Regions from separate parts of the Triticum aestivum genome. Here region 2 is linked to region 1. The links are chromatin contacts, called in public Hi-C maps. All regions are on one chromosome and are shown on one strand. Each heading gives the region's core, a stretch centred on a gene start, on an enhancer-like site or on the middle of the called end of the contact. The rest is flanking DNA. Distances are from core to core; before and after follow the strand shown. Region 1 holds the start of LOC123045538 (protein NRT1/ PTR FAMILY 4.3). Region 2 holds the start of LOC123045539 (CLPTM1-like membrane protein cnrB).

Region 1 (7,036 bases), core at 3,593-6,092:
ACCACATTTTTTTAGCCCATTCCGAAAACTTTTATTTCTGCACAAAAAACAATACCACTGTAGTTCTGCTAAAAACAACGTCAGTCCGATTAGTTCCATTTAAATCATATAAAAGTGACCCAAAAGTATATAAAATTGTTGTAAACATGGCATGAATACTTCATAAACTATATATACGTTTGAGAAGTATCACACTAAAAAAACACTTCCGTGATGATACGTGTTTGTCGCAGTAGGTCATGTTTTCTGTCATGCATGTATATCCATGACGATTTTATGACAGAATCAAGATAGTCATACATGTGCTGTCGTAGAAGTGTTCCATGCCAATACCAAAATTATCATCATGGAAGTGTCCACTTCCATGACGATAAATGACGCGTCATGGAAGTGTTTTCATCAAGTGTTTTTTTGGTTTTCTACTACGTTCCCCATTAGTCTTTTCCTTCTTCTTCTTCTTTCTCAATTGGGATTTGATGTTGTCCCAACTTCAAATGAAGGACCGGTTGGATCCCCCAATTCATACTCCATTTGGGTTGGATCTTGATTATCATTGATCATGTCTGACATGATCAACTCCTAAATGATCAAGCATTCATCAAGTCATAAATGAACTAGAGGTATATGCAAAACATTGAACATGGCATATGCAAAGTTGATCAGGCATGAGCAACAAGGACATAACGAGTCTTGTAATGTCATTCCGCTGAACAGGTCATGGGCAACCCGGGCGCCGCCGGTACCCGTGCTTGTCCGCGCCCGAACCAGCTGCGGCAAGTGACAGACGTCCATCGTCGGAATTCCCCAATCGGCCATCGGATCCTCCTTTGTCCCAACCTGGTCCGACAAAGCGATCCTTGTCGACGACTAGGTGGATGGGTGCGGGGTCCCGGGCGTGGCAGGGGGGTGGAGGGGGGCAGTGGCTCGTCCATGTACGCATCCGCTCCCTGTGACGCCAATGCTTTCATCTCCCGCTGCCTCCATTGCCGGTCCATCCGGGCGACGTTCTTCGGCTTGCAGGATGAAGCCAATGATGGGACGTCGATGGACGAGGCGGACGCAACCTCTGTTGCGGCGGTCGGGGACGGGTTGGACGACATCTAGTACGTCGGATCGGGACAGGCAGCGAGGATGGGGAGCAAGGATGGCGGGCAACAAGGGCTCGGACACGGGAAAGACAGGAGGAGTGGTAATGATATAGTTGATTTGGTGCAATTTGTGGTGAGGTAGGCCTTTCCGGTCCGACGTGGTGGACGCGCCCGGGCTTCCTCATATACGCCCCATTTTGAGGCTGGATATGAGGGATGTCTGTCAGCTCGGGCGTTTGAGACCTGTTTGAGGCGCCCGTCCGGGTCTTTTTATTTTGACCGGGCCATCTGCCTGGTCCTTTGAGGCGGATTTGGGGTGCCTGTTTGTGGATGCTCTAAGGTGGGTCTTTTTCCTATATTTGGGACGCTCGGCTTGGTATATTTGTGTGTTAAGAAAATCAGAGTTAGTTGGGATCAACTATTTTGATATATAGAATTAGAATATATCATAGGAGTTCACTAAAGTATTGACCATTCATACGTTATCCTTTTAACTTGCATTCAATGATACTTGTTCCAAACAATGTACATGCAACTATCGTATAAATTGTAATGCAAAAATAGTTAAATTGAAATTGAGAAAACTTTTAAATGAAATATTTTGGAACACAACTAAGACTATAATTAAAAAAAAGAAATATAGAAGTATTACGTAACTTGAAGTTAAAACAAATGAGATATAATTTACTTATTAACATTTGGGATAGGTCATAGAATTATTTTATACTCCCTCTGTCCCAAAATATAAAAACGTTTTTAACACTACACTAGTGTCAAAAACGTTCTTATATTATGGGACGGGGGGAGTAATAGATTGTGACATGGCGTCCATGTGGCTTATGAGTCAGCTGCCACGTTAGCCTAACATGTGGGCCAAATATATTTTTGGTAAAAAAAAATGGTAAGTCGTGTAATACAACAGAAGTACAGGGTCAAGAGGATAAATTTTCTATACTACTATATAGTGTATCAATTTTGAAAGTTTGAATTCAGGCACTGAAATGCATTTGTGGCCGTTCATTGAGTTGCATCCGACGGCCTAGAGCGCTGGGATTCGCAGCTACAGTAGCATTCGGTGTTAACTGGGTCGTTCCAGAAACATCCACAGAGTTAGCACTGACTCACGGACCTCGCTATATGTTTTTTTTTGTTTCTTATATAAGGAGCACCCATCCACGGGTTAGCACCAGTTACGGACCCCACTGCATGTCTGTTTCAGGAGCCTAAGTCACCACGCTACAGTCGCATCCCTTAGAGTTGTGAAAATTGTTTTACTAAAGCAGAAAACATCATATGTACATGGCATGTGGCAGGAGAAATAAGTAGCCCCGTACTACCAAGTCTGACAAGCAGTGAAAATATATAGAATTAAACAAATCAAACCGGTGCATTGCGCACATAACTCGCGTGCATTTTTGGGTGGAAGCTAAAATATTCCTTTAGTAAAAAATAGCAACGGGTATCCCAATTTTGTGAAAATGACATATTTTCTTTGCATATGATAGCTACTGTGTATGAACATAAGAAGCTTTCTTATGCTAACTACAAGTATTTTTGTTTCTCATTTTCTACATGCACAATGTTCATTTGTCTTGAATCATTTCTCCGGGCACTCAATGACTTAATTTCTGGGGCCAAAATCACACCGTAACATAAAGACGCGCAATGCACATGCAAGCATACTAGTACACTTAAAATCATGTAACTGACACTCTGCAACTATTCGGAGGTAAAAGTCGATTCTACCTGTAAAACCTAGCCCAGTACTTGGGGCCACGTTTCACTGAATTTTGACAAGCCAAGCCTGCTCTGCTGCTGCCAAGGTGCCCTTTGATTCGAAACGTAAATCAACCAGCTGGGGCAGCAACTGTACCGGCACACCAATGGCTGCTCAACAACTCAAGCATATGAACAGAGTCCCCATATGCTCAGGGTACATATCCAGCAGTGGGAATCCTGCTGCCATGCCATGAAGCCCAAAAAAGCACTGTGCCCATAAACAAGCCACAGTGCCCCTGCTCCAATGGCCGAGACCCAAAGGCTGGACGACCTCAACTCACCCATGAGCTGCACAAAGGCATCGCGCTTTGCAGCATCATCACCAGATAAATAAAAGAAAGAAAAGAATTCCGTCTCCGGTCGATCGATCCCCTCTCCCTTATCCGCCATCACGCGTCCGTGCATGAGCCACGGCGACGACGACGATTCAATTCATGCGCCCCGTCACCGGATCGCATTGATCGCAGCGGCGCTCTTTCTTTTCCGGAGATTTGGTCCGTTTCTTTTTGGCCGGATGGAGACAAGTCCGCGGATCGCCGCGATGAGCTCTTTTGGCCTGTCGATCGTCCGTTTCGGTCCCGTCGCGTACTCGCGTACAGCTAGCACAGCACAGCGGCCGGTCCGTTCCGCGTACCAAGAAGCGCGTGTGCGTGTGTGCTTCCGTCCGTGGGATAATGCCTGAATATTTCATGTCGTGCGCGTTAGGTGCCCACAGCCCACTCACACTTCTCTATACTGTTTGTTTATTAGGAGTACAGTACGTACGAACGTACGATCAATTTCAGAAGGAGAGTTACTACCACTTATTACCACACGGTTCGGTTCTTTGCAGTACTAGTTGAGGATCATCATTTTCTTAACAAGCCTAGATTTGGCACCTCTTAACTGTACGTATCTGTGTTGTGTGTTGAAGGGGGTCACTGGAACAAAGCATGTGACGGTCGAATCTATGCCTTGTGATCTCTACTCTGCTCTGCTCAGCCAGCTAGGGTACGCAAAAGCAGGGGGGCTTTTGAACATCAGATTTGGCGCTGCCGTCTTTTTGAACAGCACGCCAAGAATCAGGAGGCATATCTATCTATCTATCTATCTATCTATCTATCTATCTATCTTGGCATATGGGGAGCTAGTATTCCTACATAAGCCATCTATATTGTAGCATGCAACTTGCGGTGCAAAATCTGTTAAATATACTTCCACTCCGAATCATTTCCTTCATAGTACTAGGCATCCGATCTGCTGCATGTACGAATGTATTGTCCCATTGCACGATCTAGATGGTCCTCCATCCATCGACATTCCTGGTACGTGCTGGGAGTACAGAGTACTACGTAGCTAGGGTACCTGCCTCAGCTCTCCCGAGAGAGAACCAATACCTGCACGGGTGTCGTGTGCACCGTGCCACTGTCTGCGCCAGAAACGAGGACAGGTAAACACATCAATTCCACTATATTTTAGGGGTCATCAAGTAGTTATCCCGTCGTGTGGCTGTGGTTTTAGCTGTCGAAACAAGCTCCTCACTGATAAGTCTTCCAGAAAAACAGAAAAGAACTCACCAATATAGACAAAGCAGTACTACATCTCAGTCAAAACTTGGGTCAGGAAACAACTTATATCTATCTATCTGAACGTCTCTGCTTCAGTCAATCCACAACACAAAAACAACAATATATTGTTGACCTGGAAGCTGACCTCTGGTTGCGATTTCCAGCAAAGCAGAACAAAAACACACATGGACCTGCCCAACAATTCGAGCAAGTCAGTCCATATCCATATCCAGACGCCATCTGATGCATGTGTGTGCACACGCCTTTTGGCCCTCCCAACTCAGCAGCTCCTCACACGATCGCGGGCGGCACTGCACAGTGCACACCTGCACTGCGCTGCCACTATGGACCGATATCGACCCCGAAATTCCGATGTGAAAGTGAAGGCCACTAGCTCAATGCCCCTTTCGGCATTCGTCCGTCCACAAGAGAGGGCAGGCGGAGTCATCGCCGTGCTGTGCTCCGCCGCCTATAAATAATGCCCCGACCACCAACATGGCATTTACCTACGCAGCACAGCACAGCAGAGCAGAGCTCGTCATTCAGCTAAACTAGCGGTGACTGACTGGCTGCGAGCACGAGTGCTGCTACCTAACCCGGTTGACCCCTAGAAAGCATGGACGTTGAGAGCTCCACGGCGCATGAGGTCTCCGTCGACTGGCGGGGCCGCCCGTGCGAGCCGGGCCGGCACGGCGGCATGCGCGCAGCCGTCTTCGTCCTAGGTACGTAGTACTCCTACCTACATCAAGTTAGTTCGTTATACGGACGAGCCATAGAGCAATGTCTATTGTCTATCCAATCTATGGCGCGCGTGCTGATTGGTGAGGCTGATGTGCAGGGATCCAGGCGTTCGAGATCATGGCGATCGCGGCGGTGGGGAACAACCTCATCACGTACGTGTTCGGGGAGATGCACTTCCCGCTGTCGGAGGCGGCCAACGTAGTGACCAACTTCGTGGGCACCATCTTCCTCCTCTCCCTCCTCGGCGGCTTCCTCTCCGACTCCTACCTCGGCTGCTTCTGGACCATGCTCACCTTCGGCTTCGTCGAGCTCTCGGTACTCCTCACTATGCTTCCTCACAATCTATATACTCCTAGCACTACAAACTCGACTAGGAAGGAGTGGCTAGCAGTGACCCCACCAACGGGTGGCCTGCGCGTGTTCCATTCAAGACAAGAAGATGAGGAAGATGGAACGTGTGAGAGTGTTTTTCCTTTGTGACCGACCGATTGACTGTTGTTTTCACGAAAAGGGAGATGAACTTGGATGGGCCAGATAAAAAAGCCCCTATCACCATGCATGGACCCGGTTTGGGGGCCAGGTTGAATTCAACGCACGCAGCATGGCCGGGGACTAACGATATGATAATCATTTGTTTTCTCTGAAAGAAAAGCGACTAGAACTACACACGCCAATGGAAATTTGTTTGTTGTTGTTTTGGGGGCTTGCCTGAAAACAACATGTCCCAAGAAAGTTGTGCTAGTGTTACTTGCCTACTTTCAACTATCCTAGGCACTTCTTGCTTTTACTAGTAGCAGACAACGTTTGTAATTTACCCTAAAACCCTGGATTTAACAGAAATAGAAATATGAAATCGAAGAATCGAAACAGTAAAGAAAAAACTATTTTCATTCCGAATATATATAAAATCGGAAATAGTATGTTTTGCCTGGATTTTTACTAGTGTGTTTTGTCAACAGGGCTTCATACTACTGTCAGTGCAAGCACACCTTCCGCAGCTGAAGCCGCCGCCGTGCAACATGGCGTCCATGGACGGCAGCTGCGAGCAGGCCAGGGGCTTCAAGTCCAGCATCTTCTTCGTCGCGCTCTACCTGGTGGCGCTCGGCAGCGGCTGCCTCAAGCCCAACATGATCGCGCACGGCGGCGACCAGTTCTCCAGCTCCGGCGGGTCCGACAATGCCAAGAGCCTCTCCACCTACTTCAACTCCGCCTACTTCAGCTTCTGCCTCGGCGAGCTCGTCGCCCTCACGGCGCTCGTCTGGGTGCAGACGCACTCCGGGATGGACGTCGGCTTCGGCATCTCCGCCGCCGCCATGGCCGCCGGGCTCATCAGCCTCGTGTCCGGCGCGGCCTTCTACCGGAACAAACCTCCTCAGGGCAGCATCTTCACTCCTATTGCAAGGGTAACAATAATCTTCACTTCACTATAGTAATTAAGTCAGTAATAACTCAATGATTGTAAAGACGGACGTGTTGATTGTATTTTTTCCTACAAAAAAATTGTGTTCTGACAAACTTTGCGCATTCAAAAATTGGAAGAAGTTTGCACCGTTAGGTTAGTGGCAGGTTGCTGTATGACAGTATGTCAAACATCTCCTTTCTGCTAAAAAAATCCTTTTCAGAAATTTCCAAGACACTGCAGTATATGCAAGAACTTTTGACAAGACAAATGATCTGATCACATTACTATATCCCCCCTCTAGCTAGTACTCTATGATTAGATTAGCTATTCTTGAAATAGTAGGTAGATTTAGTTTCGTCATCATTCAGTCAGTCAGCTATTCTTGCATTATGCTCACCTTGTCACATTCAACAGTTCTAGAATTTGGGGCCATATGATAGGTAGTACAAGTAGTTTACATATTTGCTTGCCGATCAGAT
Region 2 (7,288 bases), core at 1,242-3,741, 340 kb before region 1:
CAGTGCAATCAGACTGCATGGTTCTAATAGAAGCTATGCAACAAAAGGTGGGGCACTCCAGTGTGTCGATGGTGGCAGGCCCAATTCTTGAGGAATGTCGGATATTTTTAGTTGGTTTCGGGAAGGTTGTTTTAGAGCATTGTAATCGTGATTCTAATATGGTAGCCCATGTGCTAGCGTGAAATGGACGTGTTTGATCCACAAAACTGATGGTTGGACTCACTTCCTGCTTTTACTTCCGAACATTTAACGGATAATGTAAGCATTGTTTGATATTAATAAAGCTAGCCATGATGGCCTTCCCTAAAAAAGGTATATGGTATTATCGTTTTTGGGTAGTTGTGGCTCAATACGATTGATCTTGTCGTTGGAATGTGGAAGCGAGCGGGCATCCTAAAGGGAGAGGCCAAAACCTTTCTTGGGGCTCTCGCAATGTGGGCAGACGCGAGAGTTAGAGCTTAGTTTCCACGTGGAGTTGAGATTGTATTTGTAATCATCAACGTGGAGGGGTTCTTTACCCCCGTTCTCTCCTTTAATATGCGTATTCATGCTTTTTTGATTGACTTTGTCCTTAGAAAAAATTCTCATCATTTTTTCCTGGATGCATACAACCACATCATTTATTATAATAGCGTTAAGCGGCAAGACAATGTATAGTCCAACAACAGCTCACATATTCAAACATTACCACAGACAACTCACATCTCCACATACTTGTTCGCAAAAGGAAAAAACACTACTAGAACCTAATAAAGTACGTGATACTCAAAGATAAGATCTTGAAGAAGGAAATAGTCAATCGTACATCATGTGCCCGGTGTAACCAAAAGGTTAAATGTGGGACTATCACCCTTGAAGTAGAAATCCGAACCAACATCTTCAGCAAGGATACAAACATGCGCTGACATTGCTTGATCCAGTTGAAATGGCTACCACAAGTTTCGCCCCGAATAACTTTCACACTCTTTTGTTGATGGCGATGTTGTCATCCAACTTTGTTGCCGGCGAACACTTGCTCCCACAGTGCATTGTGAGCCAACCTCCCACGTTGAACGAGCCCATGCACTGCTCGCGCTGAAGGAGAAATCGTCATATGTGAAGGCTGTCGCCTCCACCGCTTGGGTTGGCACACCACCATCTGAGGCTACCATCTTGTTGATTGCCCACGATCGACCGTAAGAAGAAGAAGAAACACCATTGGTTGGTTAGATAATAAAACCAAGCACAGTCTATGCCTTCATCCATTGACACCACGTCAAAGCTTAGCCGACGACCTTCTCTCAAACCCATCTAGAGAGTGACTTTATCTTTGCCAGATAATTCGACCGCAACCGTGCCAGACCCATCCACCGCCAACCACCACGTCGTAGGAAGTCATTGGAGATGGCGTCTCCTCTATCAATCTCTCGCTGCACCATCGAGACATCATCGGAAGGCACAACATTGCTGGGAGGGAGCCGCACTGTCGAGATTGACGGCTCGTCGACATTGTAGCATCACCGATGACAATGACAACATAAGAATCGTGTGAGGGCAATGATGGCTAGACATGGATCGCCTCTCGGGTACCCCTTCCTAGCGACATAGGGATCAACTGGATTAGAGGAGAAATCAGAGGCAGTGGCGGGATTGAGCCGCGACATCACTGGTCATGGTTGGGGTAAGTTTTCTTTCGTATAATTGTCTTGTTTTATGAGGTGGGTTACATTTTTAGTGGGATTTTTTTAAGATCTAGAGACGATAATGAGCAAGAATATAACATATGTGCTCTTTTATTGTGGCTTTACGAAAATTTGGGCCTTTTGACTGACCTTGAGTTGAATAGTAAATACAACGAGAATGAGTCCCTGACCGACCTTTTGTATTTGCAATCATAGAAGCGAAGTATGTAGGCTCATTTCGTTAGTTTTAGTAAAAAGCATGACCATATGCACATAATCTCCGATCATCTAGAACGTGTGATTCTTCTGGAATTGTTGGAGGATAAAACTAGATTAAGCTCTAGGTTCAATCATGCATATCCCGTTAATGCAGATTAATGTTTTGGTGGAGACGACATTCACGTCGATAGCGATGTACCTGCGGTGAATCCAACAATCTTGAGTCTCTTTTGTTCATGCAGTGAGTGCGTGCGTGTGCGTTGTGTCTAAGTTGTACTCCCTCGTTAACGTTCAAACGGATCTACCTAGACGCACTTCATCAATCGTCAAAACAGAAAAAATCCTGCTGATTCCTTGACTCGGGTGCACCTAACAATTTTGCCTCCTTTAAAGACGGCAACTAGCCTCGTTGCGCAAATCCCAGCATCATCTACCGTTTCACCGCCTGCACCCCCGAAGTTCCCAGAAATTACGTATCTGAAAGCAGCGAAACCAAAGCAGTCCGGCGTCCCCACGAGCAGGGACTCCAGGCTCAATTTTTCAACAACTTACATACGTATCTGCAAAAGAAACCTATAAATTTATCGTAAAACCACACCCCCCCGCTTAAATCCCCGGAGAATCAATCACACAGAGCTCCTCCAAAAAGAACTCTTGTTCCCATCGCATCTCGGCGGCTTCCTACCCCCTCCTCGCCCCGATCTAACTCGCCGGCGGCCATGTCGCAGCCGGCTGCCGCCGCCGTTGCGGCGCAGCCGCAGGGGCAGGCCGCGGCTGGGCGGCAGGGAGGCGGCCTGGGCCAGAGCCTCGCCGGCATCGTGCGGATGGCGGTGTTCTGGTACTTCGCGTCCAAGTTCTTCGGCCCCAAGCGCGCCCCCACGGAGCCGGGGTTGCTCATGTCCAACCTCTTTCAGAAGGGAGAGCCAATGGTGAGAACGCCCTCCCAAGCCCAGGAACCTCGATTTTGGTTAGAGGAGGCGTGTTAGGTTTCTATGGCGGTTTTAGAGCGGTTTATTATTGGGTCAGTAAAGGCGGGGGGCTCCGCCCTCATGCAGTGCTGTTGGGTTCTGCTTGCTCCGGGGTGAAAATTGTGCAGCGATCTCAGCAGTTTTTTTTACTGTGATCTCGAACTTTTCTTTTTCTTAATATATCAGATGGTGTATTTGTGCTGATTATTATAATTGGGGAGCTGATTTAGTTTGTTTTATGCGAAGACACCTGTTGTTTGTGTGCCTGTTGGAGGCTGTCGAACAAGTAGGCCACCTTTGTTCTAAAACAAGCAGATCACGGAGATAGTGGTGCTCCACAGCATCGCGGTTTGATGTACTGTGAAAAGAAAGGCACGCATGTTAGTTGGATGCTTTATGATCTCCTCTCAGGAGGCCAAGGGCGTTCTTGGTTGTTGGGAACTAGTAGAGTATACAAGGAAAAAGAGAAGATACGCCAAAGATCTCGACAAGTTTGGATTATGCGGTGTAGCTGGTTCACCTTAGTGAGTTGTGAAGTTGATTGATATTTAAACACTTTATCTGTTGTTCTTTGAAATGTTTGTCCACGATGAAGCTTAGGATGTCATAGTATGCAATGTACCGTGTGTCCTTAATGAAGCTGAAAACATCACACTATGCTTGGATAACGTTTCTTTATGGGTTTTTCATGTAGACTTTGTTGAGGTTGTCTGAACTAGGTATTCCTCGAGATAAAGCCAACTGTACAATTTATTTGGTACATTGTCACTTTTTTTATTTTTGGTGGGAAGTTATTTTTTGGTGTTTATGCGGTGCACACCGACCTTATAACTTGGTGTATCATATTGCTCCAAATATTTGATCGAGGAGGTGTAAATCCATTTTTTTGTCAAATCGACGATTCAGTGGCATGTGGTAATGTCTTATACAGGTCTACATATTAAGATAATTGAATATTACAAATGTTTCTATGTAGTACCTGTTTTCAGTAAATTATAAGTTGAAGTCAACCCCCCCCGCCGTAAATTTGGCCCGATTTGTTATCTTGCCAAATTTACGTGTTTGGCATTTTTAGGAAATTATGGGACCAATCAAGCAGAAAGACGTTACTGGATTTATTAAATTCCTCAGTAGTGCCACCCAAATTTTATGACAGTTTGGAGGTAGCACGGTGCATGCATGAAGCACTAGTCTTGAAGTCTTGCCCATTTTGCGTTTTCCTGAAACACAAATCGATGATGATTATGTTGCTGCAGGATATGTGGATGTATTTATCGGAGAATGATAAATTTAGCGACTTTGGTAATGAGGATGCACTCATCTGGCATGAAACAAACATACCATATGCAGTCTGGACACCTACCAGTACCAGAACACACACACTGACATACTATCCAACGGAGGTAGAATAATATTTTCTGCAATTTACAGATTATGTTATGGTTATATTTTGTTGGATTGTCTAATTTTGTGTCGATGGATCTTGCCATAGGCTCTCAAGCACAATGGCTCTTTGTATGCTCATGTTTATTTTTCCCGTTCGGGTTACCCTGTGGACCCTACCGATCCTGAATATGAGCAAAAATCTGCATTTGGAAGGACACATCGTAAGTTTCCTGTTCATCTCAACCGTCCTTTTTATTGATTGCATGTTTTTATGAAATGCTCACTGCATTATACCTATTTAGCTATTGTGGCATACTTGCGGAAATCAAAAGCTGGTCACAAGAAGAGCTTGCTTGGAGATTCGGATGAGTCCGAGGAAAAGCTACCCCCTAAGGTCATTAACTTGATTCTTTATTGTTGGGACAGTATGCACTAGAAATTTCTAGTATAGATTATCTCCAGCAAACACAGAATATCTCCCATGAAAAAGCAATTAACAGAAGACAGCATTTGATTTCTGCAGGAGAACAAAGAGTCCGAAGACAAAGAGGAGGGCCCAGTTGAATATATTTCTTATTGGAAACCAAATGTGACAATAAATCTTGTTGATGACTTCACACGGTATGCACAAGATCAAACTATATTTTACATTTCCACTTGTATATGCCTGGAACTATTATTTATTCATTTTGAATTGTAATCGCATTGGCGTGATTAATATCTTTTACTTTCCTTTCTAAATATCATGAAGTACCCCCTCCGTTCCAAATTATTTGAAGTTCTAGCTTTGTCCAAAGTCAAACTTCTTTAGGTTTGACCAAGTCTATCTATAGAGAAAAATATATCAACATCGACAACATAAAGTTAGTTTAATTAGATTCGTCATAAAACATATTATCATACTATATATAGTTGATGTCGTGGTTGTGCATATTAGCACATTTTTCTATAGATTTGGTCAATTATAAAGAAGTTTGACTTTGTAGACTTTTTTTAACCGTAAGGGCATACACTCGCAATCTGCATGCTGAAAACTATTTTCCAGTGGATGCTAATCACAAACCGGCACTGCTATACCATGCGATCGTTTGTGTTTAAGATTCTTCTGAAACTGCCGATAGAGCCTTGGCGCAGCGGTAAAGCTGTCGCCTTGTGACCATGAGGTCACGGGTTCAAGTCCTGGAAACAGCCTCTTGCAGAAATGTAGGGAAAGGCTGCGTACTATAGACCCAAAGTGGTCGGACCCTTCTCATGACCCGGCGCAAGCGGGAGCTACATGCACCGGGCTGCCCTTTTTTTTAATGATTTTAGATCCTTTTTGTTAATTTTGATATATGTGGATTCTCTCATCTCAGCTTCATATTAACCATGTAACAACTGCACAATTGTTTCTTTCTAGTTTCACGGCTTTTAGTTCTTCGTTGTTGTTCATCTGTCCTACAAAATTTTCAATTGATATTTGACCATTTTTATTTCACAGGTATCCCCAAAACAACATTCCTCCAAATGTTGCTCCATGTATCCTTCAACTGTAACAATTATAGTGTGATATTATCTTTTTTATCTTCTTTTTCCTATGAATTTTCTACCAACACACGTGTTGCATACTGCTATGTTATTCTTATACTTGAATCAATTTTTTAGACTTGAAGATGACGTTGCACGTAGCCAACTTCTGGTGAACCTAATGTATCGTTTAAAATATATCTTGTTAAGATTGGCATTTTCTCACAGTGAGGGAAGGATTGGTGTTTCCTTGACCATATATATACAGATTTGAATGTGGATCCAACTACAAACAGCTACTATCCAACTGTATTCTTCAATGAATTTTGGCTGTTGAGGGACAAATTGACAGCACTCAACAAGACTGTGAAGGAACTGACCTTGAACCTTGAAGTTAGTCCTATCAGCATGACCAAGTGGCAATTATTTCTACAGATTGAGCAGTCTTTCCAAGTTCATCGTAGTTACGGAAGTATGCTTGAAGGCGAGGCTGATGAGCTCAAGGTATATGGAAGTTTTCAACTGTGCCCATTCAGACTCCTGCCCTTTTTTTGGACTCTATTTTGTTCTGTGTGGTAGTGATGTCCCTAAGTCCCTTACACCCTTTCTTTTGTGAGATGCCAAGTATATGCACTTTTAATTCAAGTTCCTTGGAAATGGTTGATTCTGTTATATGCCTGCTGTGTTAGTCAGATTTGCTTGTTACAGGTTTTCACTGACCTTGGACTGCTTTTGCAGAGGGTTTTCCTTGAAGGAAATCCATATCTACTGGGATTGACCATGATTGTATCTCTGTTCCACTCTCTGTTCGATTTCCTGGCTTTCAAGAATGGTACGTGCACAGCATGGTTTATTTAATACCATAAAAATGAGTATAATCCAACAATAACTCATATATGTTTATGATGTTTCACATTGATCAGATATCCAGTTCTGGAATAAAAACAAGTCCATGGAAGGTCTTTCAGCGAAATCTGTTGTTCTGAACTTCATTTGTCAGCTGATTATATTTCTGTACCTGCTTGACAATGATACATCATGGATGATTCTTGCTAGCTCTGGAGTTGGTGTGTGCATTGAATTCTGGAAGATAGGAAAAGCGATGCATGTTGAGGTAAGCCTATTATGATGATTGTATTCTTTGGTTCTGTTAGTATCTTATACAAAAGCATACAAACAGAGCCGGCATGCTTGACATGCAATATGCACTAAATGGAACTACTTGATCCTAGTTGTCTTCACCTGAAAAGTAAATACTTTAAACACTGGGTAAAGCGCTAGACACAGGATTGAAATAATCAAGCTCATGGGTCAATGTATGAAGAAACCAATTATGCCCCCCCCCCCCCCCCCCGTCTCAAAATATAAGACACTTTTTGATATTTTGAGTCAGAGGGAGCACTACCTATTCACTTGGAATTTCTTTCTCATCATTCAGTGGCAAATTTGCAATACTGGGTTAGCGCTTGTTTTGTGCATTTGCTTAGGTGCATTTATTAAAACCCATGTGTTGATGATCCAGAATCATGACCTTGTGTCAGCTAAGTC

The links. A called contact is a pair of places that touch in the nucleus more often than the background predicts.
Region 2: a contact with region 1 is called in a Hi-C map of leaf, with 3 times the contacts expected there. The contact joins the promoter of LOC123045539 here to the promoter of LOC123045538 in region 1. A contact is called at or near these places in 2 of 5 Hi-C or Micro-C datasets (both in leaf).

Annotation. Positions count from the first base shown.
Region 1 is chr2B:474,022,581-474,029,616 of IWGSC CS RefSeq v2.1, reverse strand. It overlaps LOC123045538 (protein NRT1/ PTR FAMILY 4.3), which reads left to right and starts at 4,842. Exons shown (of 5, transcript XM_044468621.1): 1 at 4,842-5,136; 2 at 5,253-5,470; 3 at 6,115-6,558. The coding sequence starts at 5,031.
Region 2 is chr2B:474,356,558-474,363,845 of IWGSC CS RefSeq v2.1, reverse strand. LOC123045539 (CLPTM1-like membrane protein cnrB) reads left to right here and starts at 2,491. Exons shown (of 12, transcript XM_044468622.1): 1 at 2,491-2,809; 2 at 4,105-4,251; 3 at 4,341-4,455; 4 at 4,537-4,628; 5 at 4,758-4,855; 6 at 5,715-5,752; 7 at 6,009-6,244; 8 at 6,479-6,572; 9 at 6,664-6,854. The coding sequence starts at 2,600.